Regions from separate parts of the Mus musculus genome. Here all the other regions are linked to region 1. The links are chromatin contacts, called in public HiChIP or PLAC-seq maps. All regions are on one chromosome and are shown on one strand. Each heading gives the region's core, a stretch centred on a gene start, on an enhancer-like site or on the middle of the called end of the contact. The rest is flanking DNA. Distances are from core to core; before and after follow the strand shown. Region 1 overlaps Tprg (transformation related protein 63 regulated). Region 2 has its middle 200 kb from the start of Tprg. Region 3 has its middle 180 kb from the start of Tprg.

Region 1 (4,472 bases), core at 834-3,333:
CATATTTGATAAATTACCTACTTATGGGCTATGACTGTAAGAGTCAACTATGACTTCAGTTTCCAACATACACTATTCACTAAATTTTCCAGTTATATTCTTGAGAAAATATAGTATTCTTTCTTCAAAGAAGAAATTAAAATAGTGATCAAAGCTAAGCAAAAATATTCTAGAAACTCTGTGCCCTGTCTTATGGTATGGATGCTAAGTGTTCTCAGGAGGGCCATGTGGTAAAAGCTTGGCCACAGCCTATAGCAGTTCTTGGACATACTAGAACTTTCTGGAGATGGACCCAATAAGGTGGAGTTAGATTACAGGGACACCACCTTGAACTTTGCCTCTCCTCTTTTTGCTTTCTGGTGACCATGACCTGAGCAGACTTCTTCATCAAACACTTCAGCCATGGCTGCCTCATCTCAGGCCTCAAGACATGACCAAGAGATGACATAAACTATAAAAACTGAGCTAAAAATAGATCTTTTCTTTTTTTATTTTAAGTTCATTTAAGTATTTTCCTGAGTGGACAGCCGGTTGAGACACCCTCAACACCTTGGGCCTGGTGAAGTCTGCGTGATACTATCAGGTTCCATGCCTCAATGAAGAACACCTTCTATATTTTACACATGAGAACCTCTAAAAAATAAAAAAAGATCAGTCTCACAAAGCTTAACTTCTATAAATATAGAACTGCCCACCCCAAGTCCACAGTGATGTTGATCTGGAAATGCATCCAGTTTAAAGACATATAATTACATTCTGGGGCATTTTTAAAGAAAAAAATCATTTCTGTGGCCAAACTTAGGAACTGTATCCCATATCCCAGAGGTTTCACTCCAATGGCTGTGAGTAGCCCTCTGTTTCCCAATAGCTACAGGCAAACTGTCAGTCTAGCTAAATTAGATAAGGAAGGACGCTCATTTCCTTGGACTTCAGACCAATGAAAACCTTTCAACTATAAGAATTTTTGCAAGAAAGGATTTGAAGTAGCAAGGCATCTGTATCTCAAAATAGGCTGTCATCAGGCCATTTTCAACATATATTTTTTTTCCTTCTGGCTTCTAGACAAACACAACACGATTTCCACATAGGAGTGGGCAGACAGCACCTTCGTCATAGTCTTTGTGCTGGTCAATGGAAAGACCTTGGGGGCAGCTTCCAATATGCCTGGGCACGTTCACAATTTTTGTGGCTTTTCTCAACAGTGTTTTCCAGTTAAGAACTGTGAACATTTCAACCACAAGCTAAGGGCCCCCCAATAAAGGTCTATGTCATGGAAGATGGGGTACACTGAACTTTAAGAAAGCCAACACTTAGGAAAGATAGCGATTTTTTTTTCTAGGCTAATCAGTGGGGAAAAGAAAGAGAGACGGAGACCAATTAGACAGCAAGGACTGAACAACCTATTCCGATCGTCTCCTCCATCCATCTTTGTGCAGGGACAATAGTAATAAGCCTGGGTTGAGAACTCGTGTCCCCAGTCTTCGTGTGACCCCCCCCCCCCCCCCCCAGAATGTGCTCTTTGTCACTGTCTACCAGGATAATCAGCTCAAGGAGGACTGAAATGAAGGAGAGAGTGAACATTTTTCAAATTCTGGATCTTTGGAGAATCCTTCCTGTAGCCTCCTCTGAGTGAGCCCCCTTCACTCCTTCTGTGCCACCTGGGTCACAAGTATCAGCATTTGCCACACGCCGTATACTTAATACTTCTCCAATCTCACCGTTTGCCCCGGAAAAACGAATACTTCACACATTGCTCCCCAGAGCTCAGCTCTGGCATGCTTGGCACACTGCAAGAACTGAATAGATACTGAATTAATGGGCTGACTCCTAACTCCATGGAGATAAGGAAGAGAAGGGGGAGGAGGGCGACTCTTAGAGAAGCTGACTTCCACTTCACTCAGGGAAAATCATGACAAGCAAAGTCTTCCCCAAGTCAATTCTGTTTTACCAGAAGTCCTCTGAGGCTGGACAACTAACAGTCCGGATGCCCGAAAAGGGAAGTCTGCTTTGAATGGTCACCAGTTTACTGATTCTGTGAGTATTCCATTCCAGGCCATTAGCCTCCTGGTTGATCTATGAGAAGAGTCTCTCGCGCCACCTTCCTGTAGGAGGCGGTACTGTCTCCCAGGTCTGTCAGCATCTGAGCTGGCTACTGAACTCCACTGAGCTCTGGCAGTAAATTTAAAGAGAGAACTTTGAGCAGGAGAGGTCTGCGGTTGGGAAATCATCTTAATCATCCACGATTGAGCGGATTTGATTAGAAGAGTGATCTCAGCAGTCAACATGAAACCTTACACAGACAGTAGGAGTCTCCGATGCATTCCCAGAAGAAAATCCCCGCAAATGAGATCTGAAAATCGGTCATATCCCCTTTTTCTTTTTTTTGAACTGTCACTTTATGGATTCGAAAGGAAATTCGTGTACAATCACAGAGCTAGTGCCTTGTAGAGTTGGCACAAAATTCAGCTGATTACAAGGCCAGAATTCATTTCGTTGCCCAATGCTGTGGAGCCCACTATAATATAACACTTAATTATACAGGTTTGGCAATACAAGCCAAAGCATATCCCAAACATAATAATAGATGCTTAAACTACATATGGGAAAAGCATGCTATAACTTGGTTAGCCTATGACGTGAAGACATTCTGAAGGGACTGTTTGCACTGTTTTCCCACCAAGGGCTGAGTTGTACTCTTGTACCAGGTGGGGAGGGTTAACTGTGCTGTAAACTGTAAAACACATGATCTCACCAAGAGTCCAAACCAAATTCAAGAGACTGCATATGAGCAAACCACTAGGCTTTCCAATAGAGTACCTGCTTACACTGACCAACATCCCTGAAATGCTGTTATTAATTTCCGTCTTTACTGATGAGAATTGGCTGACAAGAAATAAGAGTCAGTATGTGAAGCCACTTTGCTTTGTGATCCAAGCCTGAGTTTTCCTGAGTAGTCAGGGCCCCACAGTTGTTTATGTCTCTGTAACTGTAATTTTACCTAAGTTGCTTTGCCCTTCTGGGTCTTATATAGTCTCTATGGGTCCCTCTATCTCCAGAATTTTTCTGACACAAATATTATGATTGGGAGAAAAGGATTTATAGGTCAATAATGTAGAGAAGTAATGAAACAGTTTTCTTTGAGGCTGTAACCCCTGGTGGGTCAACCACAGTCCCCTGGAAAGTCACATTTCCAGGACTACATGGCAATGCAAATTGGACTTGATGGGTTTAAATTAATGAAGAGGAAACAAAGTTAGGTGAGTGGGAAAGGTCTGGGAGGAGTCGGGGGAGGGAGATGAATATGTTTTGTGAAATTCTCAAAGATCTAATAAAAATGGCAAAAAACAAACAAACAAACTAAATGCAAGCACAATGGCCAGGAGAGTCAGTTCCTTTCTGCTAGATTCCTGTAACAGCTTATAACAACTGAGGGACCTCAGTGAAGGAGCAAGATGGCCACTATGTTTTATGTGCATGTGGACGAGCTTCAGTTATATACCATTATGGGTACAGCTGCGGCTGCAGCAGCCATCACCCTAAATGGAGCCAGGAATCAGCAGTTCTGAAAGATGCACAGCCTCAACATAACAGGGCCATTTCAACTCTGTACCCTAGAGCCTAAGGCTGTGCCTCTCCTTTGATGCAACTCAGAGAACTCATGTGTAAAGAAAACAACCCATCTCTTTACAGAACTGTAAGTGTAGTGGGAAACACCCTACACAGCCTAGCAACAAAGAGACTCAAGATGTCCCAGTATTTACTGTTTAGATGGTTGTTTCATAACAAGTGTCCTCAATTTCTTTATAAAATTCAAAATTAGCTATCATTTGTCTCTGCCCTGTGCCTGCGTGCGTGCATGCATGCATGAATGTGTGTGTGTGTGTGTGTGTGTGTGTGTGTGTGTGTGTGTCCCACCAGGACAGAGGTAAGTGTGCAGAGAATCTTGCAGCTCTGCCCTTCTGCACTTTCCTTAACCACTGCTGGAGCACGTCTGCTGCCACCCAGCAGCTGCCGGGGTAACTACATGGACTTCAGATATGCTGCATTTTAATGTAACATTAAAGATTGACAGCAAGCGAGAGCAACTCAAGAGAACAAGAACCCAAGATTCTAGACTCTAGGACAGATTGCTAGAAAAGAGCCAGCTCTGCAGAAAACCACTTTCTCCTTTGAGCCCCCAAGTCTTTAGTGGCTGCTCTAATTGTGCTTCAGGCTCCTGTCTGTCCTGACACCATTGCCCTGATACTGGAGGCTAACAGCACTTTCAGAAGAAAAGCTTCATCTCTAATATTTCCTTGTTATCCAGAGGAACAGACTTTGACACAACGCAAAGCAGGTGTCCTCGCATTATACAGTGAGTGCCAAGTAAATTTAGGGTCTGCTCAGGCATTCCTCGGGAGGGGTGAGATCCATCCTGATGTGTACCGGAATCCCTAGGCAGCAACTTCCTAAGGAGGTATTTCTCATTTAAA
Region 2 (4,472 bases), core at 503-3,002, 110 kb before region 1:
AAGAAAGAGGAATTCTGTTTGCATATCTTTCAGGGTCTCTCTCAGGGCTTGAATCTGGCCTACCCCCTAAGAGAATAGCCATCCAGCTGGGGGAAGAGGGTCAATCAGGCTGTATACAGTGCCTTGCATGCTCTCTTTTTCTCCATCTCATTCTATTTCCTGATTGTCACATGGTGACACATTGCTCCTCTGTTGCAATGTTCCATCTCACCACAGGCCCATGGCAATGGATTTGACACAAGTAGAGCCAAGGCCCCCAATCCAGCATCCCCAAACCAATCTTTCCTCCTCTAAACTGCTTCCCACCGCTATGAAACATCTGACTAACACAATCGATATCATCAAAATCACTGTGCCTCCAAAGAGCATGTCAGGTGCAGTGGGTTTCAAGTGACTCAGCATGGCCAAAGAAGCGTATGACAGACTGGCAGCCACAAGGGTATAGAAGAAGAAAAGGAAGTGTTTGGAGAATGGTCTTCCCATTCCAGAAGCACCGGAGCTTGACATGTTGTGACAATTTGTTTTATAGTTTGTAATGTTTCACTAGTCTAGTTTATGTTGGAGCAGGATGAGAAATTAAAAAAAAAAAAAAAAAACTACAGCAATCGTTGGTAGAAACGAGGATGTGGGGCACAGAAGTAAAGCTGAAACGAAAATTGAATTTGAGGAGATTTAAGAGGCTGAGTCAGTACAGATAAACAGATGCTCAAAGACTGATAGAGAGTACACTCACTCTGACACTGGCGGGGGTGGCTGGCTGAGCACAGGCCTGGATAAGAAACAGCTAAGTTGATCATCTTTTAAATTACTGGCATCTGAGCCAGGCTTGGTGGCGCATGCCTTTAATCCCAGCACTCGGGAGGCAGAGGCAAGTGGATTTCTAAATTCGAGGCCAGCCTGGTCTACAAAGAGAGTTCCAGGACAGCCAGGGCTATACAGAGAAACCCTGTCTCAAAAAACAAAACAAAACAAAACAAACAACAACAACAAAAAATTACTGGCATCTGGAACTAAGTTACAGGGGAGAGCAAAGGTTGATTGAGTTCTACTTCTTTCATGGGCTGGTTTATGCACACACATACACACACGCACGTGCACATGCACACGCACACGCACACGCACACACACTTTTTTTAGGAGTTAATGTTTGATATTGAGCTTCAGTTTTCCAGGTCTTGACTTTTAGCTAATGACAAAATGACTACTGTCACTTTCAACAATGACAACTGTACTCAGAGTCAGAGGCATCAGGTTTTTGGTTTGTTTGTTTGTTTTGTTTTTTCTCCTTAAGACTCATATGTGTAACTCCTTTGTAAACTTTGAAGATGATTTATTCTGTGTGAGGATTTGACATTAATATTAAGAGAAGAGCAGAGCATGAGGTGGAACCCAGAGAGGTGAGGATCTGTAAACAGGCTCAGTACAAAGACCTGCTGCTCCTCACAGAGTGAATTAACTTCGAAGTTTCTGACTGACTGACTGACTGACTGAGCACAAAAGTTCCTGAGGGATCCCCACCCCGGTGTCATCTCCTCCACCACTTCTGAAATGAGCTAAGCGCAGAACATCTCTGCACATTGAGCATGATTAACCCACAAGACTGCACATCATGATTACCATGATGGTTGCTTGCTGTTCACCTCTGTCTTTCCATTTGTTCAAATGCTACGCTATGCCCTGTTCCACCTACAGTTGCCACCCATTCATATTCACACCCTGTGATTCACCACACAGATTAGTTTTCTGGTGTAGTCATGAATTAAGCTACACTTGAACCATGACAAATCCAGTGCACGATGTCAGCTTGTTCAGAAAGGCCCAGAGCTGAATATCAAATGATCTGATGTACCGTCGACTCATTTCATTCCTTGAAGCGGGAACTTCAAGGAAGCCATTACTCAACTGCCACATCATAATGAAAACCGCATAGAATGAGGTTGCAAGATTCTTCATGTGTTTGAAATCCTGCACAAAGGTGACAGATTATGACTGTCCTCTTTTACTCAGTCCGTTCACAAATCCGGTCTCAATGACCCTATAGCGTTGCTACACTGTTGTTTTCTTTTTTTTTTTTTTTTTCCATTTTTTATTAGGTATTTAACTCATTTACATTTCCAATGCTATACCAAAAGTCCCCCATATCCACCCACCCCCACTCCCCTGCCCACCCACTCCCCCTTTTTGGCCCTGGTATTCCCCTGTACTGGGGCATATAAAGTTTGCAAGTCCAATGGGCCTCTCTTTCCAGTGATGGCCGACTAGGCCATCTTTTGATATATATGCAGCTAGAGTCAAGAGCTCCAATATCAGGATGGAGATACTGCTTTAACACAGTGGTTATGAGAATAAAATGAATTTTAAAAGCCCATCTTTATTTGAAGCAGTGTGCATTGACTATTAAGTGGTAGTATTCTTGCTGTGTTATTAGTTATTATTCGTGAGGACCCATTCCACAGTAACTGCTCTCTGTTTTGGGCTTAGCCAACAGCATAGAAACCATAGTCACTGAGTAGTCTTCAGACAGCTGACAGAGGAACAGTGCAACTATGTCCCCTATTCTGGACACAGCATCTGCTGCACATTTAAGTAATAGTGATGGTGCGGGTCATGACTCTACCCCCAAGAATTAACTTTGCTGAGATGGAGAAGCTAACAAACCTGGGAGGGATGAGTACCAAGACAATGGTTCATGTGCATTTCCAACCTTACTAGCAGTGAGCTTGAGCTACGTCTCTTTCTTCTAGGGATGTGGTTAGTACAGACAAGTAAATAACATTGCTCTTTAAGGTGCATGAAATGCTTAGACTGCCTTCATTTTGCATCCAGGCTCTGGAGAATTAGAAGAGGATGGTAAGGTCGTTTGGCTAAACCCCTCCCTTCCAGGATGACGAGAGGAGAGGCAGAGATGAGTGATCTGCCAAATCACAAATCACAGCCCATCTCTGCAGACACTAGCTGATGACTCTCACTCCCAGAGGGGTATTGTCTCCTTCATTCTACCCTAGGCTCAGCTGGCCAAGACCACCATGTTGCTGGCTCTCTGAGGCACAGCACCTGGGTGGTTTCTTATCGTAGCCTTGGACAGCAGCCAAGCATGTAAATGGGCAGGGAGGACTGACTCAGACTTTGGAACAGTTTGTGCCTAAGGGGCCAAGAACAGTCTAAAGAAGGGTGTGGGCTCTGGGTGCTTCACTGAAGCGCCTACATTTTGTCAGCGTGACTAGGTGAGGAAGGAGGAGAGACATGGCTCCCCCCTGCAGGGCTTCTGTCCATGTGTCTGGGGAACTTGAAGTAGCTTTGGTTAGTCAGTTTCCTCAGTATATATTTGGCTCAGGTAATAAACTAAGGGGGACTCATAAGTGTAGAAATGGCGAAAAGAGCTTTGCTTGATCAGGAAAACGTTTTAACATACATGTGTAGGTTCATTATGCAATACATGTTTATTTTACAAATGCATGTGTCTCTGAAGGCAAATAAGATGGCTCCTGCTTATGCAACGATTATAGGAAAATGTGTAAGGATTGCAAGAATGGGGCCACTTTATACAATGTTGTAACAGAGATAAGTTGGATTAGGACAAGTTCTGGGTGGGGATGCATGCTGTGTCTTCATGTTGTGTATGTGTGACATGCTTGTCCTTGCCACTGTCTGCTAATAGAAAGGCCCCCAGTATACCTTATTACTGAGAAAATGGAGTGGCAAGTAGACTAAAGTCATCTCCCAAGACTGTAGAGATAGTAAGCAATAAGCCACAGTCTGCAGCTTTTTTGTATCTTTTACTCAAGACTCTAAAGGGCACTTTTGAAGGAGCTACTCTCCAGCCACACCCTACCCCACAGACAGTGAAGGTTAGAACTGAAATCGTACCCTGTAGTAGCAGAAGGTTAAAAATCATGATGTATATATGTTGGGTACAACTTAGGTTTATACCACACAAAGCCTGTTAATGCTAACATGCTGATAAATTCTGTAGCCAAAAAGGGCAGAATTAACTGCAATAAAAACCAGTTTGTCTAGGGACATGAGCTTCAATCTGGAATGCTTGGGAAATCCTAGCTCGGTCTCTCTGAAGTTAGCAATGGAACCTTGATGTTCTCAGGTGAGAGGTTCTTGGGTTTAGGAAGGAAACCTAGGGAGGGAGAACGTGAGTGTGGAGGGTTGGAGATCACCAAGGTGTGGGTCAAAGCTTCTTTGTTAGAACAGCTCCTCCAGGCACAGCTTCCCATCTATACTTGCCCTCCTCATCCTCATCTGTTCTGAGGAAACCCTGGTCAGAGGGTTCGGAGGCATGCTGACATATTGATCCCTCTATAGGCTCAGAGACCATCCCCTTCCTCCTAAAACATCAGACTTCAGACACTGTAGACGAGCAGGAATAAAAAAAACCAAACCTCCCATGTCCCTTATGCTTTCTTCATATAACTGTCTTTCTTTTTTTCAAGTCAAAAGAGTGAACTCAGATCCACCTTCAT
Region 3 (4,472 bases), core at 1,119-3,618, 89 kb before region 1:
CTCACGAATTCTGACTCATGGTATCCAACACATACCCCAGCCATGCATCGGTGATGCATGAGGGTAGTGACCTCAGCCCTAAGGCCATTTAAATTGTTTCCAACAGTATATGCCAGCAAAGAATGGAAAACATTTTTCAAATAGTTAAGCTCCACACAGGTGTCCAGAGAAGCTTTGGAAATTTGGGCCTGAAGGTAGCTCAGTTGATTATGTATAAAAATGCATTCTCTATTCCTTGATTCCAATTTTTAGACACCAATGATATAATGACTTAGCATCCAGACATGTAGTCAGTAACTCTAGTTTTTCTGTAGATCTCTAACCCATGGTAAGTAACTGCTCTCTGACGCCCAGAGGCTACTTAACATGTTTTTGGTTTGGGTTTTCTATCTCTATCAATGATGTCTTTGACATGAAGTTGGTTGGCTTAGTTGAATCAGAGGCATCAATTACTAACATAAGGGTTCTAAGTTCAAATATCTACATGGCATGCATGGCTAGCTCCACTATCCTTTCCCGTATTGGTTTATTAGTTTCCAGATAATTCTGGTGATTCAGTCTGTATGAACTGGCACAGACAGATCAGTCTTCCTTTTGGGGAAGACAGGTGCACTGTGCCCTAGAACCAGTGGTATTATAGCTCCATGTGGAAGAAAGTGACAAAATCACTAACAGAGAACCTACTTCAAAGGAAGACTAGAAGAGAGTTTGTAAGTCCAGAAACCTGCATTTTGGATTCATATGATGCTCTGCCCACGTGGTTTTTCTCTCAGCACATCCAAGAAGACTCTCAGTTGCCAAGAGACACAATACTAAAATTACATAACATAATTGATTTAGGAACATTGGTGTTAAGGGAAGAAGTAATAATTCTCACTGTAGTATTGATTCTATGGAGAACTGTGCTAGGCGCTTTACACGTGAAGGGCCATTTCACTGTGCTCGGATGAGGACCTTTTGTCATTCGCGTTTCTCATTGTGTTAGTGAGAAGCCTGAATTCCCAAGGGAACTTCCATCTTGTCTTATTTCCATCCTTTAAATACCCAGAGGCAAAGCGTCAAAAAGGAAAATGGCTGTCTGGTGGTTTACATTGCTACTACCCAACTCAAAATCTGCCCTTAAACCTTGCAGATAATGACAACTCAAGGGGTAACGTTCAAAGAGCACAGAGGCAATTTTCCTAACAGGGGACTCCACTGAAAAGAGCTTACACCTTCAGATTCTGGGGAATCACAAAAGGAGCTCTGTAGATATGGCATAAAAGTGTTAGCAAGATCTAATAATGGTAATGGTGTTGTAGTGCTAAAGATAGATGAGCAGGAGGTCTCTCTCTCTCTCTCTCTCTCTCTCTCTCTCTCTCTGTGTGTGTGTGTGCGTGTGTGTGTGTGTGTGTGTATGTGTGTGTGTATGTGTGTGTGTGTATGTGTGTGTGTGTGTGTATGTGTGAGTGTGTGTGTATGTGTGAGTGTGTGTGTGTGTGTGTGTGTGTGTGTGTGTGTGTGTGTATGTGTGGTGCTCTTAAATTGGATTATGGTAATGAGTTCAGGATGTGTCCTGGGTACCTCACACGCACACACATACAAGAAAGCAAGTATCACTAATTAGGACTGCCTGCCTGAAATACCCCTGTGCAATCATAAAGTAATTGTGTGTGTATGTGTGTCTGTGTGTCTGTGTATGTGTGTTTGAAAGGTATTATAACACCTAACGCCATCAAAAATTCAGCTGTTTTATTTATAAAATGGTGGTAGCCCTTAGATCGTGGGGAAATTATTTCATATCTCCCAAGCCTTAGTATTCTATCACTCAAATGGAGTTTATTAATTGTTCTTTATAGAACTTATACATTAATCTAGAAGGCAATTATAATGGTGGGTGTGCATAGAAATGGAAAACTTCAGAAAGTGATATAGGGTGAGAGAATGTGTTCTGAAGAAATGGTCGATCCTGGTGGTACTGCAGGTAGGCCTCAGCCAGGGACTAAAGCCGGCATTCTTAGTCCATGAATCATTACTCAAACCAACCTCAACCATAAGCAAAAGGCAAGTCTGAGCTATTCTTTGATTTGTTGTGGTTTTATGCTCTTTAAAACCACACCTACCTATATAAGAAGCACAAACTTACTGGAAACGCATGTGAGACACTTTGTCTATTGGGTATACTAACCTCCGGTCCAACCCTTTCATGATAAAGCCAGATTGAATTTGTTAACAGCTTGCATCTGGTTTCCAAGCGTGCCCTTATATAACCCTAGGGAGCCCTAATTCAGGCCCAGTCATTAATGAAAATGCGAAGCTTGCACATCAGGCCAAGGAACCCTTGTTCTTCACCACTCTCCAGTCAGAACAGTTTGGGCTTCCAAAGCTACACAAAGGATGTTAGTGTTTCCTACACTTAATGACCAGGCAGCGGCACCCAGGACTCATCCTAGACTCATTACCATAATCCATTTTAAGAGCACCAGCACCACAAAGCTATGGCTGTGTATGCTATTACAGGTACCACACTGAAGCTGGGTTCCTGGATGCCTGAAGGCCAGGGAGCTGTTGAAAAGCCCGGCCTCCAGGAGACCGTGGGGGGAACTGCTGGAATGTTGTTTATCTTCAGACCGCAACAACTGCTCCAGTGTTTCACAACAGGAAGGTCCGTCTCGAAGCGAGGCTCAGACGTTGAAGGCTTAGAGAAGCAAGACCTGAAATAACCCCCACTTCTCTGATACCTTCCATCCCCCTCAGGCTGCTGAACCCTTCTACCTCCCCACGCTGTCATCATGGTGCTGTGGAGGCAGCCAGAGCTGAGACCATGGAATAGACAAAGCGTTTGGAGAAGCTTGTACTTAACATAATACTCCAGCTGAGATGGAAATGCCCTGATCCTGTGGCTCTAAAGGTGTTGAGGATACTGGAAGTATGCCTTCTTGCTCTCTTACCTCTGTGGATCTTATGAATTATCCTTCCCTTTATAGCATCCATGTTTTTAATTCCAATTTTTTGTTTCCTTTCTGATCTCTTAGATGTAAAGAGAAAGTGTGATGCATTCAATTCGAAAGTCATGGGCAAAGCCTAGTAACTTTAATTTAGGTGCAAATGATTCGGAGAAATGAAGTTTTAAACAGGCTAATTAGAACTCCACGGTCTTAGACAGTTTGGTTACCCCCTTGAGTACCAATGTTCAAAGAAATAACAGGAGCCTGCATTTGAGCTGTAAAAGGAGCAAGTAGTCCACCCTCTGGAAGCATCTGAGTCCCCATGGAAAAGAGCACAGGATCCTTAATGTGCTGCAAATGGGATATTGTTGAAGAAAACAGCCGTACAGTGCAGACCATGCAGATGTGCTTAGGCTCTGCCAGGGCTCTATTAGAAAAGGGCTGTTCTGTCATACAAAACTGGGACGAGGACAGAAATGGGTTTGTTTGTTTGTTTGTTAGCACATGCCAGACTGGAGAACCAGTTCCCATGAAGAAAGACCATGAATAATTAAGAAAAGAAAAATAAACTCTTTCTCAGAAACACCTAACTCGTCCTATAGTGGCAGGTCAAGATATGCTTGTTTCTGGACAGATTGAGAAATGAAGCCATTCTTTTCAGCCAGCAACCGGCAAACATTTCCCATGTGGGAAATAACCAAATGAACACTGTTTACTGTTTTCACTCTGGAGGCGCCTAAGAAGCTCAGAGAACATAGACTAAAGTGGTCGACTCTGGCATGAGGCTCTATAAAATAACGCCTGAGTAACGGGGGGGGGGGGGGGGGGAATGGATTCTGACAACAGGTTTCAGGAAGACGAGATAAATCAGGACCATGTGATCTGGGCCTGAAGATTTGACAGCAGCGCAACGAAGGGGCACAAAAGACTGGAGTCACCATGGCAAAAGCAGGTCCCATGGCAAAACCTAGAGCACTTAGTTTAGGACATGGAAGCACTTAGTGGTCACCATGATGCCTGACATCCTTTCCTAGAGGACTCCATACTCACATGCCTGTGGCATCTACAGGGTTTCTGTAAGCGGCACACTGATCTGTTTCAAAGTGCAGGCTGTGTATCCAATGACATGAGTTTGAGTTTAATTTTACCATTGGTCAATCTACTTTGAACAAGTTTTCTGACCTTTTAAGCCTTCAATCTCGTCTATCAAAGAGAAACAATTAAAATACCCATTGTGTGTGTGTGTGTGTGTGTGTTTTAAGTCCTGCAGAACATGTGACATAGCACCTGCTGTAAATAACAAGGGGTACCATTATAATGTCTTACTTGTTTTCTTTCTCTTACTGAAGGATCAAAAAAAAAGTCACAGAATGAATGCCCTTCTCTTATCCAAATAGGCTAAAACCTAAAAGTGATTTTCCTGAAAATTTTCACAAATACTTGAGTGGATGAGTTACCGTATGGATAATAATGAGACCAGCCAATATCCTATCAAAAATTTCCTCTTAGCACATTTGATTTCAAGGCTTGTCATTAAGCAGCGCA

Evidence for each region. HiChIP or PLAC-seq counts read pairs in DNA pulled down with a chosen protein or histone mark.
Region 2: a contact with region 1 is called in an HNF4G HiChIP or PLAC-seq map of pancreatic cancer cells. The contact joins two enhancer-like sites. A contact is called at or near these places in 1 of 15 datasets of contacts at CTCF or cohesin (the NIH/3T3 cell line), 15 of 484 Hi-C or Micro-C datasets (3T3-L1-derived adipocytes, the C2C12 cell line, the CH12 cell line and 9 more) and 3 of 115 datasets of contacts at active chromatin or transcription factors (Th2 cells, embryonic stem cells and pancreatic cancer cells).
Region 3: an HNF4G HiChIP or PLAC-seq map of pancreatic cancer cells shows a contact between it and region 1. The contact joins two enhancer-like sites. A contact is called at or near these places in 1 of 15 datasets of contacts at CTCF or cohesin (the NIH/3T3 cell line), 27 of 484 Hi-C or Micro-C datasets (the AML12 cell line, CD4 T cells, CD8 T cells and 19 more) and 5 of 115 datasets of contacts at active chromatin or transcription factors (astrocytes, embryonic fibroblasts, embryonic stem cells and 2 more).

What each region holds. Positions count from the first base shown.
Region 1 is chr16:25,374,507-25,378,978 of GRCm38.p6, reverse strand. The region is part of intron 4 of Tprg (transformation related protein 63 regulated); the gene reads right to left. Among named protein-coding and RNA genes, the nearest start is that of Tprg, 90 kb to the right of the region's middle. Within about 2 kb of position 2,083, at least 33 of the 459 cell types and tissues checked have an H3K27ac peak or open chromatin away from gene starts, as enhancers often do. A contact at or near this core is called in the C2C12 cell line, the CH12 cell line, the NIH/3T3 cell line and 2 more, where this site is marked.
Region 2 is chr16:25,482,596-25,487,067 of GRCm38.p6, reverse strand. No RefSeq gene overlaps it. Among named protein-coding and RNA genes, the nearest start is that of Tprg, 200 kb to the right of the region's middle. Within about 2 kb of position 1,752, at least 38 of the 459 cell types and tissues checked have an H3K27ac peak or open chromatin away from gene starts, as enhancers often do. A contact at or near this core is called in the C2C12 cell line, the CH12 cell line, the NIH/3T3 cell line and 2 more, where this site is marked.
Region 3 is chr16:25,463,752-25,468,223 of GRCm38.p6, reverse strand. No RefSeq gene overlaps it. Among named protein-coding and RNA genes, the nearest start is that of Tprg, 180 kb to the right of the region's middle. Within about 2 kb of position 2,368, at least 61 of the 459 cell types and tissues checked have an H3K27ac peak or open chromatin away from gene starts, as enhancers often do. A contact at or near this core is called in embryonic fibroblasts and pancreatic cancer cells, where this site is marked.